Regions from separate parts of the Sus scrofa genome. Here all the other regions are linked to region 1. The links are chromatin contacts, called in public Hi-C and HiChIP or PLAC-seq maps. All regions are on one chromosome and are shown on one strand. The core of a region is the stretch at or near the end of the contact, and the rest is flanking DNA. Distances in the headings are between cores, read along the strand shown. Region 1 holds the start of GLYATL2 (glycine N-acyltransferase-like protein 2). Region 2 holds the start of MED19 (mediator of RNA polymerase II transcription subunit 19). Region 3 holds the start of ZDHHC5 (palmitoyltransferase ZDHHC5).

Region 1 (4,282 bases), core at 1,063-3,562:
GGCAGTGCTATGCTGTTTTTGGTTAGGGTCAGTTTTACACTTAAGGCAGAAGTGGAAGACTGCCACCTGCTGCTAAAATATCAGCTGCCTTTGTACACTGACGCCAAGAAGAATGCAGAGACAGAGTTGGAGGAGACAGAAAAAGTAGCTTTAGTTGCCAGGCAAAGAGGGAACACAGCAGGCTAGTGCTTCAAGGACTGTGGCCACCACCACTGCTCCCCACTCCCTTGAAGGAGTAGTGAGAAGTCTTACAGGGTTCAAGGAGCAGGGCTTGGTCAGCTTGGGGATATTCTGCGGACTGGTTGGTGGTAATTGGGAGTCAGTGTCATCAACCTTCTGGTTCCAACCAATCTGGGGTCTACCTGCTCCTGGACAGCATGCAATTGATCCTTCCACCTGGCGGGGGCTTCAGCACCTGCAAAACAGTTCCAAGGGCATGGCTCGGAATATTATCTAGAGTTCTGGAGGAAGAACAAAAGGTTCTTGACTTTGCTGAATGGCTGAACTATTACTCTTCTGTCTTGCTTGGCTGTTTTCCATTTTCTCGCTTCCCTGATTAAATGAATTCTTTGACTAAAGTTTTTCTATAGACAAAACGGCAGGTGGAAGACATGAGTGGGGGACCCCTCTAGGAAGGCCTCACAGGGTCCTGCTGGGCTACACACCCCAAATGGCATCAGGCCAGCAATTGCAAACATATGGTTCAGGTGCTATTCCGATGACCAGTAAATAGGAAGTGACAAGCATCAGCAGTCCACTGGGCTCTGGAAGCCAGAGCATTCGGGGATTGGCAGGATCCTGTGCTGGGTGGGATGCCATTACGAGTAGGCAGACGCCCACTGGGAGGTAAACATTTCAACGTCACCTAAGAAACAGAGGATCTGGGGACACAAGGCAGGTTTTTTTCTTTATCTTCTACTGAGCTATGGCCCTTTGAATTCTTTTTTTGCCTCTTCCTTTTCACAGCACCTCAAATAGACTTGTCAGTGAATGGCCAACATCGTTACCATCATAAGTCCAAGTTTCTCTGTCTCTCTCTCTCTCTTTCACTTTGGTCTATGTTATTCCTTGGCATGTTCAGTCTTCTGTCCCTTCCTGACCCTCCCTGGGGACTCACTATCATATATTGAATGTGATTGCTTTTACTTCACTCCTCGTCACACAGTTGGAATGGATTAGGATCTTTAAATCAACATGTCAAAGCAGAATTCACACACACACACACACACACACACACACACACGCGGCGGCGGCAGCAGCAGCAGAAGAAGAAACACCTCCTGCCTGGGATCTCCCATACCAGTTAATGGAGACTTTATCCTTGCTCAGGTTGCTCCATTCAAAAGCCCAGGAATCATCACTGAGCCCTCTTTTTCTCTGCTTTCCTGAACTTCCCATCCATAAACAAAACCGGTGGACGTGCCCTTCAAAATCAATGCAGCATCAAAACAGCATTCGCCCCTCCATCACTACCACTGCAGCCTGCCCCTACCACATCTCTGGAAACCTGGGGTAACCTCCCCCTCATCGCTTTCTCCTTCTGTATCTACTCTTGTCCCCCAGAGTTTGTCGCCCTTATAGCTGCCAGTGATTTTTTTAAAAATCAGATTATATGACTCCCTTGCTTCAAACTCTCTGTTTAGAATAAATCTCACATTTGTAATAAAATCCAGACTCCTTAACGTAACCTACAGTTTGCTTAGTGACCATGGCAAATACGAGTACTCCTGAAGTTATGATCCTTTCCAGGACAAATTCTCCGTCCTCAGAAACATCAGGCAACATCAACAGCACCCTCCCCTACGCCTCTTACTTTTCATAACTTTTTTTTAACATCTCCAGTCTACAAAGAAATGAGAATCAGCAAGTCCCCTTGGGCAAAAATTTGTCCTCCTTCTGTGTATGTTAGTACCGGTCACTTGTACCACTTTAAGATGATTTAAAGAAGAGCCGTGATTTGATCAAATTATCATAGTTTTTCTCTTTTCTTCCAGCCTTTTCATATTATTTTTACAATTACACTTCTAAGGTTCACTCTGTCCAAACCCCACTGAGCACCTGGAATTTAAACAATGATCACAGTTGCTCTGTATATAGTTTACATTAAGTCCAGAAAAGCTGTCAGTAGTATCCCAACACCATCAGTCTTTACATAAACATCCATTCTACTTCAAAAGGAAGGGTTACTCATCACCTACCAGTTCTATTTTCCCCTTCTTTGACCAGCTTCTCAAAAATAGCATCCAAAACGAAGGCACCCCCTCCTGTTCAGTTTCTTAAACGGTAAAATGTTTTCTCAAGCCCACTTTTTGGTCATCAGTTGGAAGATGGGTAACGCTGCAGCCCCCTTAGGACTGGAAATTTCTAATGCACGTTCTGGGAACCGAGAGGGCAGCTGCTGGTCTCTTCCTCCTGGTTGGAGAGTTTCTGTGCAACAGCCTCTAGATGAAGTTGTCACTTTTGCGGGGGACACCAAGTCTGCCGCCTGCTTTGGGCCACTTCATGCGCTGGAAGCTGGCGAAGTGTACGGCCACAACCCCGCAGGTTCCGGGCCAGGAGCCTCTCCTGGGAAGCTCAGTCCACTGCTGCTGCCCATCCTGGAGTGGCTGAGGGGATGCGATGGCCGCTCACTCAGCTTCAGCGACCAGGCTGTTGGGCCTGCTCTTCCGACTCCGGGGCTCACCGTTCCCACCCCAAGCCGCCACTGTGTAATTTGACCCTCGGGCAGAACGCTCCTCCCTCTACCGCCCCTCGCTAGCTCAGCAACTCTCCCGACTACAATAGATGCAGATTTGGCGGGCAGGGATGAAGGGAAATAACTGCTCCAAGTTTGACCCGGAACAAGGAAGCTGGCTGTGGACCTAGGGTGGGAAGGGAATGGATGAACAGGACCGGGGCGGGGTAATCACGGCCATCTGCGCGGCTGGGCACGTCTCTCCCCGTTACCCCGCGTGATGCAGTCCACACCCATCTTTTTCTGGCACCCGCTCAGAGGCCGGAATCGGCCAATCGGCTTCCAAAGTGGATGAGTGTCTGTCGGAAGAGCGCAGACAGCCTCTGCAGCTTCCCGCCCGACGGTCTACTCCCTGGCGCATTGCTCGCTTTCACTTGCTAGGGTGAACATTCCAGGAAGCCTCAGCGAAGCGCCGTCATCGCCCCTCTTCTGGATCCCAGCAAGGCTGGCACAGACACTGTTGGGGCAGATTCACAGCTTCTGTGAGTGGCTCCTCCGGTGGGAGTTCTTAGGGGATGGTTGTCAAGGGCGCTAGCTAGAAGGATCTCAGTCCAGATCCTAGGAGGTTTTGGAGGGAGAGGGACTGAGGCATCCTCCCGTTGTGGTAAACCACTCCCCAGCCTCAAGAGTTTTACACCTGGAAAGGCTTTGAGATAGTCTAGGTAGCTGTTCCAACCGAGGTGCGGTGGGGCTTTGGAGGGAGGGAGGGGGGCGCATGTAAGTTCCTTGGAAGTTACTGTTCCATCGATTTTGCCTACTTTTGTCCGTTTTGCTTTCAGACTGGAGGGTAAATCCGGTCCCTGGCACTTTATTTGGCCAGACGTCTAAGGTAATAACTGTCTTAATATTCTCGTCTCCTAGTTCTGTCAGCTGTGTCCACTTCTGGATCTGTTCCTTTTCACTAATTTTTCTCCTCATTGTGGATCATATTTTCCTGCTTCTTTTTTATGCCTGGTAATTTTTGACTGGACATCAAGCATTGCCGATTTCACATGGGGGGGGGGTGTTCAAGAAATGCTTCTATTCTCATCAATATTCTAGAACTTCCTTCTAGTGCACAGTTTGGAAACAGAGTCATCCTTCCAAGCCTTGCTTTTAAACTTTGTCAGGTGAGACCAGAGTGGCCTTTATCTAGGACTAATTTTGTCCTATTGAGTGTAGAGGCAATACCTTTCTGAAGAGACTGCCTGGTATATTATGAATTATGAAGTTTTCTAGTTTGCCTTTGGGAAACAGAAACTATTCTCAACCCTGTATGGGCTTCAGAATTGTTCCTTTTTTTCCTGTTGGGCAGTTCTTCTCCTGGCTTCTAGCAGTTTCTTACACTCATGCACTGAGCAATATTAAGCTGCAGTTTCAAGGGAAGGGAACCCAGTACAGATCTGCCACACTTCCTCCATCTGGGCAGCTGTAGCTTTCTAGTACTCTTCTCTACAAACTCTAGCCCCCTGGGCCCTCCGTGACTCTTAGTTTCTCTTCTCAACTCAAGGAAACTGACAGGCTCTGCTTGTGTCCCGCTTCCCTGACACACAGCCTGGAAACACTCCC
Region 2 (4,234 bases), core at 1,708-4,207, 960 kb before region 1:
GGACCAGGAGTTCCCGTAGTGGCGCAGTGGTTAACGAATCCGACTAGGAACCATGAGGTTGCGGGTTCGGTCCCTGCCCTTGCTCAGTGGGTTAACGATCTGGCATTGCCGTGAGCTGTGGTGTAGGTTGCAGATGCGGCTCGGATCCTGCGTTGCTGTGGCTCTGGCTACAGCTCCGATTGGACTCCTGGCCTGGGAACCTCCATATGCTGTGGGAGCCGCCCAAGAAATAGCAAAAAAAGACAAAAAAAAAAAAAAAAAAAAATACAAGGACCAGGCTTACTCATCTCTCTCCTCTTCTCATCATATGTCTCCTTTATACCCAGGATTTGCCCAGAACAGATATTCAAGTGATTAATGTAAATAGGTACAATCAAAATAAGTTAAGGTTAAATAAACTGCTGGTAGACATCAATCACTAACTAAAGTCAAGTCAACCTCTCTATGCTTTAGTTTTTCAGCTTTAAAAAGCAGATAACAATGCCTATTTCAAGGGGCTATTGTAAGTATTAAACACTAAAACATATCTAACTGCACTGTGAATTTCAAGGTCTGTAACAAATCATTTCCCTCAGATATTTTTGGGCCATACCCATGGTACAAGGAAGTTCTAAGGCCAGGAATCGAATCCAAGCCGAAGCTGCAACCTATTGCTACAGCTGTGGCAATGCCAGATCCTTAACTGGCTAGGCCACAGTAGGAACTCCTTCTTCAGCTCTTTTTTTTTTTTTTTTTAAATCTTTACTCTCTTAGGGCTGCATTTGTGGCATATGTAAGTTCCTAGGCTAGGGGTTGAATGGGAGCTGTAGCCACTGGCCTACAATCACAGCCACAGCAACGCCGGATCCTTAACCCATTGAGCAAGGCCAGGGATCGAACCTGTGTCCTCATGGATACCAGTCAGATTCGTTTCCTCTGAGCCGTGACAGGAACTCCCCTCCTTCAGCTCTTGATGTAGCAGTAGGACTTGGGATGAACTAAATGTCATCCTGGAGACTTAACATGTCCAAAATGACTTGATATCCATCTCCTCAAACCTGTCCTTTCCTGATCTTAGCACTACCATCCACCTAATTATTCAAGCCAAACATTTCCAAACTGCCCTCAATTCCTCTGTCCTTCAATTCTATTTTCAATCCTGCATTCCTGTCAGTTCTACCTCTAACATTTATTTGGCATCCATTTACTTCTCTCCTCTACTGCTATTTCCTAGTTCAAACTATCATCTCTTTCCTGAACTACTAAGCTGTAACTTCTGACCAATTTTCCCACTTTTCTTCTTTTTTTTTAAGGGCAGCACCCAAGGCATATGGAGGTTCCCAGGCTAAGGGTCAAATCAGAGCTACAGGTGCCGGCCTACACCAGAGCCACAGCAATGCTAGAGCTGTGCTGCGTCTGCAACCTACACCACAGCACAGGACAACACTGGATCCTTAACCCACTGAGTGAGGCTAGGGATCAAACCCACAACCTCATGCTTCCTAGTCGGATTCATTTCTGCTGTGCTATGACGGGAACTCCCCCACTTTGCTTCCTTAATAGAGCTGCTCGAATGATTGAAAATAAGCAAATAAGTTAGAAGTTAGATCACTTCAGACTCTTGTGTCAAAATGGTTCCCCCTGAACTTAAAATGTCTTATAGAGGCCTCTGCCTACTCTCCCACCTTCATCTCCTATCGCTCTTTCCCTGTTCACTTCCCCGGAGTGCAAGTGGTTTTCTGTCCCTCAAATATTCAAGGTTATTCTCACATTGGGCCTTCTAATCTCATTTTTTGTATCTAGAGTTCTCTCTCCTCCCACTCATAAATGGCTAGCTCTTCCTTTGTGCTTATATTTTAGCTCTAATGTTATCTACTCAGAAAGGGCTCTCCTGATCACTCTAGCTAAAGCAGTTCTGCCCCCTCAATTCTTTATCACATTTCCCCCTTGTAGCCATAACCACTATCTGATACTATCTGTTTATCCGCAGATATCTGTTTATCACTCTTTGACTCCTCCACTGGCAGGTAAACTCCCAAACAGGCAAGGATCTTGTCAGTTTTGTTCACAGCTGTATCTTCAGCAATTGGAAGAGTGCTTGGTACACAGAGTGGGTGCGCAACAAAATAATTTTTTGAATGAAAGAACCTGGTTTAATTCTAATCACTTCTTCGAACACATTTTGAAACCCCGAGGCCCAGAGGAAGAAAGACAACATGTCCCAAACCAACAGGAAGTTTGAAGCAGATCTGGAACTGGGTCCGCAGGGATGTTAAATCAGGACCCTCAAATACCAAACTCAAAGCTAGGATAATCTTTAGGGAGTCAAAAACCAGCGTCAGGGGCAGGATCGGGCGTGAAAGGTGGTCAGGGAGATCCACTCTCTTCCCACCCCTAATCCATCCCAATTCCAATCATTCTTTCGGTTGTGAATCCTCAGAACCTCTTCTAGTATAGTGTTCCGAAATCGCGCCACGCGTTGCCTAGGTTACCCCTCACCCCAGTCGGAAGGCTGAGAGCCACGCCCCGCCTCTCCTCGCTATGATCTGATTGGCTGGCTTTGACCAGGCCTTGTACTCACCCGGCAGTTCCCGCATTAGGTAGAAGGGGCCACAACCGGCCGCTGACTTGTCGGAGCCGGGAGCGGCTGTGGCCGCGGTAGAGGGCGGGGCGGGGCCCGGCCCCCCGCCCGGAGGAGGAGGCGGTGGGGGTGGAGGTTTTCCAGGTCCGAAGCCAAGTGCGGTCGGGGGCGGTGGTGGGTCAGCCTGAGCTCCGAACAGCGCCGTGAAATTCTCCATCGCCTCCTCCGCCCCGGCGCTGTCTCGGTGTCTGGCGTTGGTGACGTTCATTGGTCAATCTTTTCACAGAGTACCGCCCTCCTCTTTCAGGAGCCTCTCACCATTGGGTTGCCTCGGGCCCTTCCTACCTTCTTCCTGCAACTACTTCCGTCGCCTTCTGAGAACGTTCCGGAAGTACTATTTAACTTTATTTAAATTCTCCTGTATCTCCTACTTGCCGCAGTCGCATATGTCCAATAAAACGATTTAGGTGGAAAAAAAGACAGCTAGATTAGCCAATAAAATATCAAAGCCCTTTCTCCATTTTTAACCTGACGCAGAAGCCAGTCAGAGATCTGCTTCCGGATCTAGAGGCGGTGCATCCGAGACTAGGCCCAATGGAAGCACAATGATGGGAGAGGCGGGACCAGGCTCACGGACTCCGTGGAGCGGCTGGCGCCGCTAGAGCCGGGAAGATGGCGGTTCTCGCGCCTTTAATTGCTCTTATTTATTCGATACCTCGACTATCACGATGGCTGGCCCGACCTTACTACCTTCTGTCAGCCCTCCTCTCTGCTGCCTTCCTACTCGTGAGGAAGCTGCCCCCTGTCTGCTACAATCTCCCCACGCAACGCGAAGACGGCAACCCGTGTGACTTTGACTGGGTGAGCGACCCCCCGCCTTAGGACCCCGCGACCTTGACACCCTGTCCTAGGTTGCATCTACGAGATGCGAGGTTCACCTGTTTGAGAACACCTGAGGTTCCCAACCTGTAGCGGACTTAAGCTATTAAGAATCTAGAGCCTGGGCGGTCGTCGAGTGTAAACCTCTTCACGTTTAAGATGGGAATACAGCGAGTTAGCCTGCCGGGGTCTTCTGACTCCTGAGTCCAAGGTCCTTTCCGTCTCACAATTCGTACCTACCCAAACGAGGCATCTGCACTGTTTTACAGTGCTGCTCTCGTTATGTAAAGCCTCTTGAGGAATCAGTGAGGTAAACAAGGCAAGTAGTAGTAATCTCGTTTCACTGATGAAGAAATTGATCTCGGCGTAGTTAGGAGACTTGTCCAAGGTCACACAACTAGTGAGTGGCTGGGACTTGAAACCACTCTTCTGGCCAAAGCAGCAGCACCATCAGTCATTTTAATTCAGTTAACAACTGCAGAGGGAGGACTGTATGCTAGGCACTGTGCTGCATCCTGAGAATGTAAAAATGAATAAAGTTTTAGGCCTATTGAAATGGAATTGTAAAAAAAATTCATTGTAAAGAAATCAATCTGAACTCTCTTGCAGTACTTCCTAAGTAGAAGTGGAAGGACCACTCAGAAAAATAAGATGAAGTTCTGTGCCCCCTTCTGTATAGCTGAATCTGTGTTACGAGGAAGGAGGGCCTTCCTGAGTTTTTGTCTTTTTTTTTTTCCAGGTCCCAGAATGAGTCTTGACTTTTGACAGAACTTACTTCCTTACTTTTATTCTCCT
Region 3 (3,960 bases), core at 191-2,690, 1.0 Mb before region 1:
GTTTTTAAATATTTCATTTTTTAGTTTATTAATATTTTTTGCTTTTTAAGGCTCCACCTGCAGCATATGGAGGTTCACAGGCTAGGGGCCAAATCGGAGCTGTAGCTGCCTGCCGGCCTGCCCCACAGCCACAGCCCACGCAGAATTCCAGTGGAGCCTGCAACCTACACCACAGCTCACAGCAATGCCGGATACCCCACCCACTGAGCGAGGCCAGGGATCCAACCTGCAACCTCATGGATACTAGTCAGATTCGTTAACTACTTAGCCATGACAGGAACTCCAAGATTTCATTTTTTAAATACACACTGTCATTAAAAGAGCTATGCAGGAGTTCCCACCAAGGACTCGACTTGTCTCTGTGGCAGAGCAAGTTTCATCCCCAGCCTGGTGCAGTGGGTTATGGATATGTAGAGAAGGTCGCAGCTGCGGCTCCTATTCCATCCCTGGCCCCGGAACTACCATATGCTGCGGGTGCCGCCATTAAAACAAACAAACAACAACAAAACAAAACTCTGAAGCATGCAGCAACAAATGGTAGATTGAGGCACTTAGCAAGCATGTAATAGAACCTGTTACATAAGCCATGTCAGAGAAAGAACTAGATTAGACCTCAGAAAAGAAGGCAGATCTTTCCCATGCCGCCTAGTGCTCAGAGCATATTTTAAACTAGCAACATTTGACACCAAAGACCAGGACAGACCGCAGGATTTAGAATCACACTTTACAGGTGAGGAATCTTGGCTTCAGTGAAGTGGCTGGTGGAACACTTTTGAAAGACTATTACGTAATAGCCAGGGCAGCTTTCAAAAAAGAAATGGCCTTGAGCTAAATGAGAACACCAGGCCTTGCTCTTGGGTTCACAACGTTGTAGGGCTAATTAGGACAAGATGTGGCGCTGTGATCTATGTAGCGTTGGCCAGCAGCTCCAGAGACAGGAGCTTCTAGAGAATCTTTTCCTTCCTGCCTGTATTTCCCGGATTGGGCGAGGTTACATGTCGGCACCCAGCTCAGGGGCTGCAGTGAAACGCTAAGGGAATCAGGCGAAGCCAAGAGTCAGCTCCCACTCCGGGGGGTTGCGACTGCCTCAGCGCGCGTCCTGTGTTCCTCTTCCACGGTTGGCACTATGGTTCCAAAGCTCGCGCTCGCTCTCCTTCCTCTTCCTCCTAGGCCTTCGGCAGGAGCTTCGCTCCCCACAGACTCTTCACTCCGGGAGGCCCCTCCGTGCGGAAGCCATAAGCCAGACCTTTCCATTATCCTGAGATTCTGCTGGTACTAGGGAACTCGCCGGTCTAATGAATGCTCCATCAAAATTGTTTTAAATAAAGTTTTCGCCATCAAAAAAAAAAAAAGAAAGAGAAAAAAGAAAAAAGGGAGAGGGCCAATTAGTGGGCAAACTGTTGGCCAATGACTGAAGAAGCTGAAGCCGGAAGACGCCGGGGCCTGTGGGTGATTGGTTACTCCAGAAGCCTGTCTGGAGCGTACCACACTTACTGGAGGGGGTTTGGCGAATTTGGAAGGGTAACTACTTGCTTTTGAGTACTCTCGGTACGCACATTTAATTATTTTTCACGTCTGAGTTTTCCTGCTTCGATACGGGAGGGGCACAAAGCAGGAAGCAGAAAAAGGGAAGAGTGGCCCCGCCATTTCCCCTTTTCCGACTACTGCGCAGTACGCCCACCCATCTCTGCTGGTCGAAGGCCCTTGCGCGCGCGTTCTCGTTTTCTCGCGTGGTACGGCGCTGTGCTCTTGCAGCCAATCAGACCGCGAGGTCGCCGCGGTCGCCGGCGTGCGCGCGCACGCCCTAGAGCTGCGTCGGGGTGGGGGCTATGGGTGAATGGGAGAGTGAGCGGGGGCGGGCGCGGCGGCGCGAGCCGCATGAATGAGAGGAACGTGCCCTGCGCGAGACGTCGCGCGCGCCCGGGACAGGGAGCCAATGGGAACGCTGGGAGGGCTCGAGACCCGGCTCTGAGGGCAACGGCCGCGCGCTGACTCGAAGGCGAGCGTCGCTGAGCGGGGGCGCGCTGAGCAGGGCGGGCGTGGAGCGTGCGGCGGCCGCGCGCTGCCTCTCAGAGGCCGGACGGCACTACCGGGAGGCGGCGGCGACTACGACGGTAGCGGTGACGGGAACAGCGCCGGGGGTGAGTACCGGGGACACCGGCCCCTACGGAACCGGAAGTGTCGGGCCAGGAAGGTGGGAGGGGAGAGTGACCTCTAGGGAAGGGGGACCCAAGAGGGGGAGGTGGTTTGAGGCCCCATTCCTCCTCCGGGCCGGGTCATCCAACTGCGGCGGGACCCGTGGGCCCCGGAAACGGACGACGAGTAGAGGCCGGGGATCCACGGCTGCCGGGGCTCAGAACCGGTTAGTGCCGGGTCGCCGGGTCCCAGCTGGGGACCCCGGTCCCTACGCGCCTGGCGCCCAGCCGCCGCCCCTCCCGCCCCCGGCTCTGCGACCCGGGGCTCTGTAGTCTCCCGCGGCTCCAATGGGCCCTGCCGCCGCGGATGCGGTCTTCCCTGTCTCGGCCATCCCTGCCCCTTACCGTGATTCTCGATACCCCCGCTCCGGGGTAGGGATTGGGTGCCATTCCCTCCCTGCTTTTTAGGTCCTTCACCCCACTCTGCTGATACTTATTTTGGCTCAAGCCTCATCCTGTTACCTGTTCTCTTGCATCCGTCCGCTTCCTCCCCTACCCCCACCAGCGGGAGCTCCATGCTTTTAGTACTCTGTACTTTTTACAAGTGGAACTCGAATGTGTTTGACATTATTTTACCTATAGGAATCTCTTGTGAGATAGGGAGGTAGAAAGCGTTTTACCCACTTGGCCGAATGAAAACATTGAAATGAGAAGTAAGAGACTTAAAGTTACGAAAGGAGGTGTAGGATTAGATACATGTTATACTCTAGATCATTTTTCTGCCTTGGATTTTTCACTTCCTGGTTAATGCCATCTTGTCTAGGTTGACCTTATTCGCATCCCTATCGTTTTATCCCAGTATTTCTCTGTACTGGGTTAAATCTCTTCAGAATGTTTATCACCCATTCTTTAAACCCACCTAATGCTTACAAGATTTATATTGCCATGTACTTTACTACCCACCCACCCCCGCCGCCCCGTATGTAATAACACCCATATTAAACTTCTGTTTGACTCTTCAGCCAGTATTTTGACATGTGGGTTATTCCATGATACCTTGGTTACTTTGTATTAAGACTTATACTATTATACTTCTTTATTTCAACAAGCAATACTTGTGCTGTCAGTCTTGCTGCCATACCTATTCACCCCTTTAAGGAGGTACTTGTATTAAACCTTTGTTAAAGCCCTCAAACCCAACCTTTGTAATTTGTTTTATATATATATATATATATATATATATATACATATTTCCAATCCATAGATTGCTCTATGCCCGAATGTGACATACACATTCTTGTGCACCTTTTTCTACTGGTATGGATCCAGACTACTGGCTCTGATGAGCCACAGTCACCCTGCGGTCTCATTCCTACTACCCACAGTACATCCTTCTGCTGAGAGCTGATGCATCTTTATTACACCCAATAAAGTCCTAGGTTTTGTCTTGTCACTTCTAACATACATACCTTAAACATCTCAGATGCTGATCTCTCTTGTTTCCTTGTATTGTACTCCCCAAGTTGCATGGCCTTTTGTGGCTCTGAATTACTATGGCAATAGTAGCCCATGTGACTTTTTTCCTGTCAGAAAATATAATCTGAAATAATATGTGGTGTCTAAATGATAAAATACAAGCAGTGCCATTTTCCTTCTCTAATCTTGGAGTTTTAAGGGTAAAGTTTATTTTTAATAGTACTGCCTGCAAACCAAGAATTGGCTTCTCATTGTTTTTTGTTTTTGTGTCTTTTGAGGGCCACACTCGCAGCATATGGAGGTTCCCAGGCTAGGGGTCTAATCCGAGCTACAGCTGCTGGCCTATGCC

The links. Hi-C and Micro-C count contacts between places; a contact is called where the count stands out from the background. HiChIP or PLAC-seq counts read pairs in DNA pulled down with a chosen protein or histone mark.
Region 2: a Hi-C map of embryonic fibroblasts shows a contact between it and region 1, with 2.9 times the contacts expected there. The contact joins the promoter of MED19 here to the promoter of GLYATL2 in region 1. A contact is called at or near these places in 2 of 5 promoter capture datasets (fetal skeletal muscle and liver) and 1 of 47 Hi-C or Micro-C datasets (embryonic fibroblasts).
Region 3: a contact with region 1 is called in an H3K27ac HiChIP or PLAC-seq map of alveolar macrophages. The contact joins the promoter of ZDHHC5 here to the promoter of GLYATL2 in region 1. A contact is called at or near these places in 1 of 47 Hi-C or Micro-C datasets (heart right ventricle) and 1 of 2 datasets of contacts at active chromatin or transcription factors (alveolar macrophages).

Annotation. Positions count from the first base shown.
Region 1 is chr2:12,278,123-12,282,404 of Sscrofa11.1, reverse strand. GLYATL2 (glycine N-acyltransferase-like protein 2) reads right to left here and starts at 2,312. Exons shown (of 8, transcript XM_005660879.3): 1 at 2,199-2,312. FAM111B (protein FAM111B) reads left to right here and starts at 3,019. Exons shown (of 4, transcript XM_003353861.3): 1 at 3,019-3,216; 2 at 3,514-3,563.
Region 2 is chr2:13,240,034-13,244,267 of Sscrofa11.1, reverse strand. It overlaps MED19 (mediator of RNA polymerase II transcription subunit 19), which reads right to left and starts at 2,957. Exons shown (of 5, transcript XM_003122715.5): 1 at 2,561-2,957. The coding sequence starts at 2,828. TMX2 (thioredoxin-related transmembrane protein 2) reads left to right here and starts at 2,998. Exons shown (of 8, transcript XM_005660896.3): 1 at 2,998-3,421. The coding sequence starts at 3,233.
Region 3 is chr2:13,273,997-13,277,956 of Sscrofa11.1, reverse strand. ZDHHC5 (palmitoyltransferase ZDHHC5) reads left to right here and starts at 1,440. Exons shown (of 12, transcript XM_021083028.1): 1 at 1,440-1,548.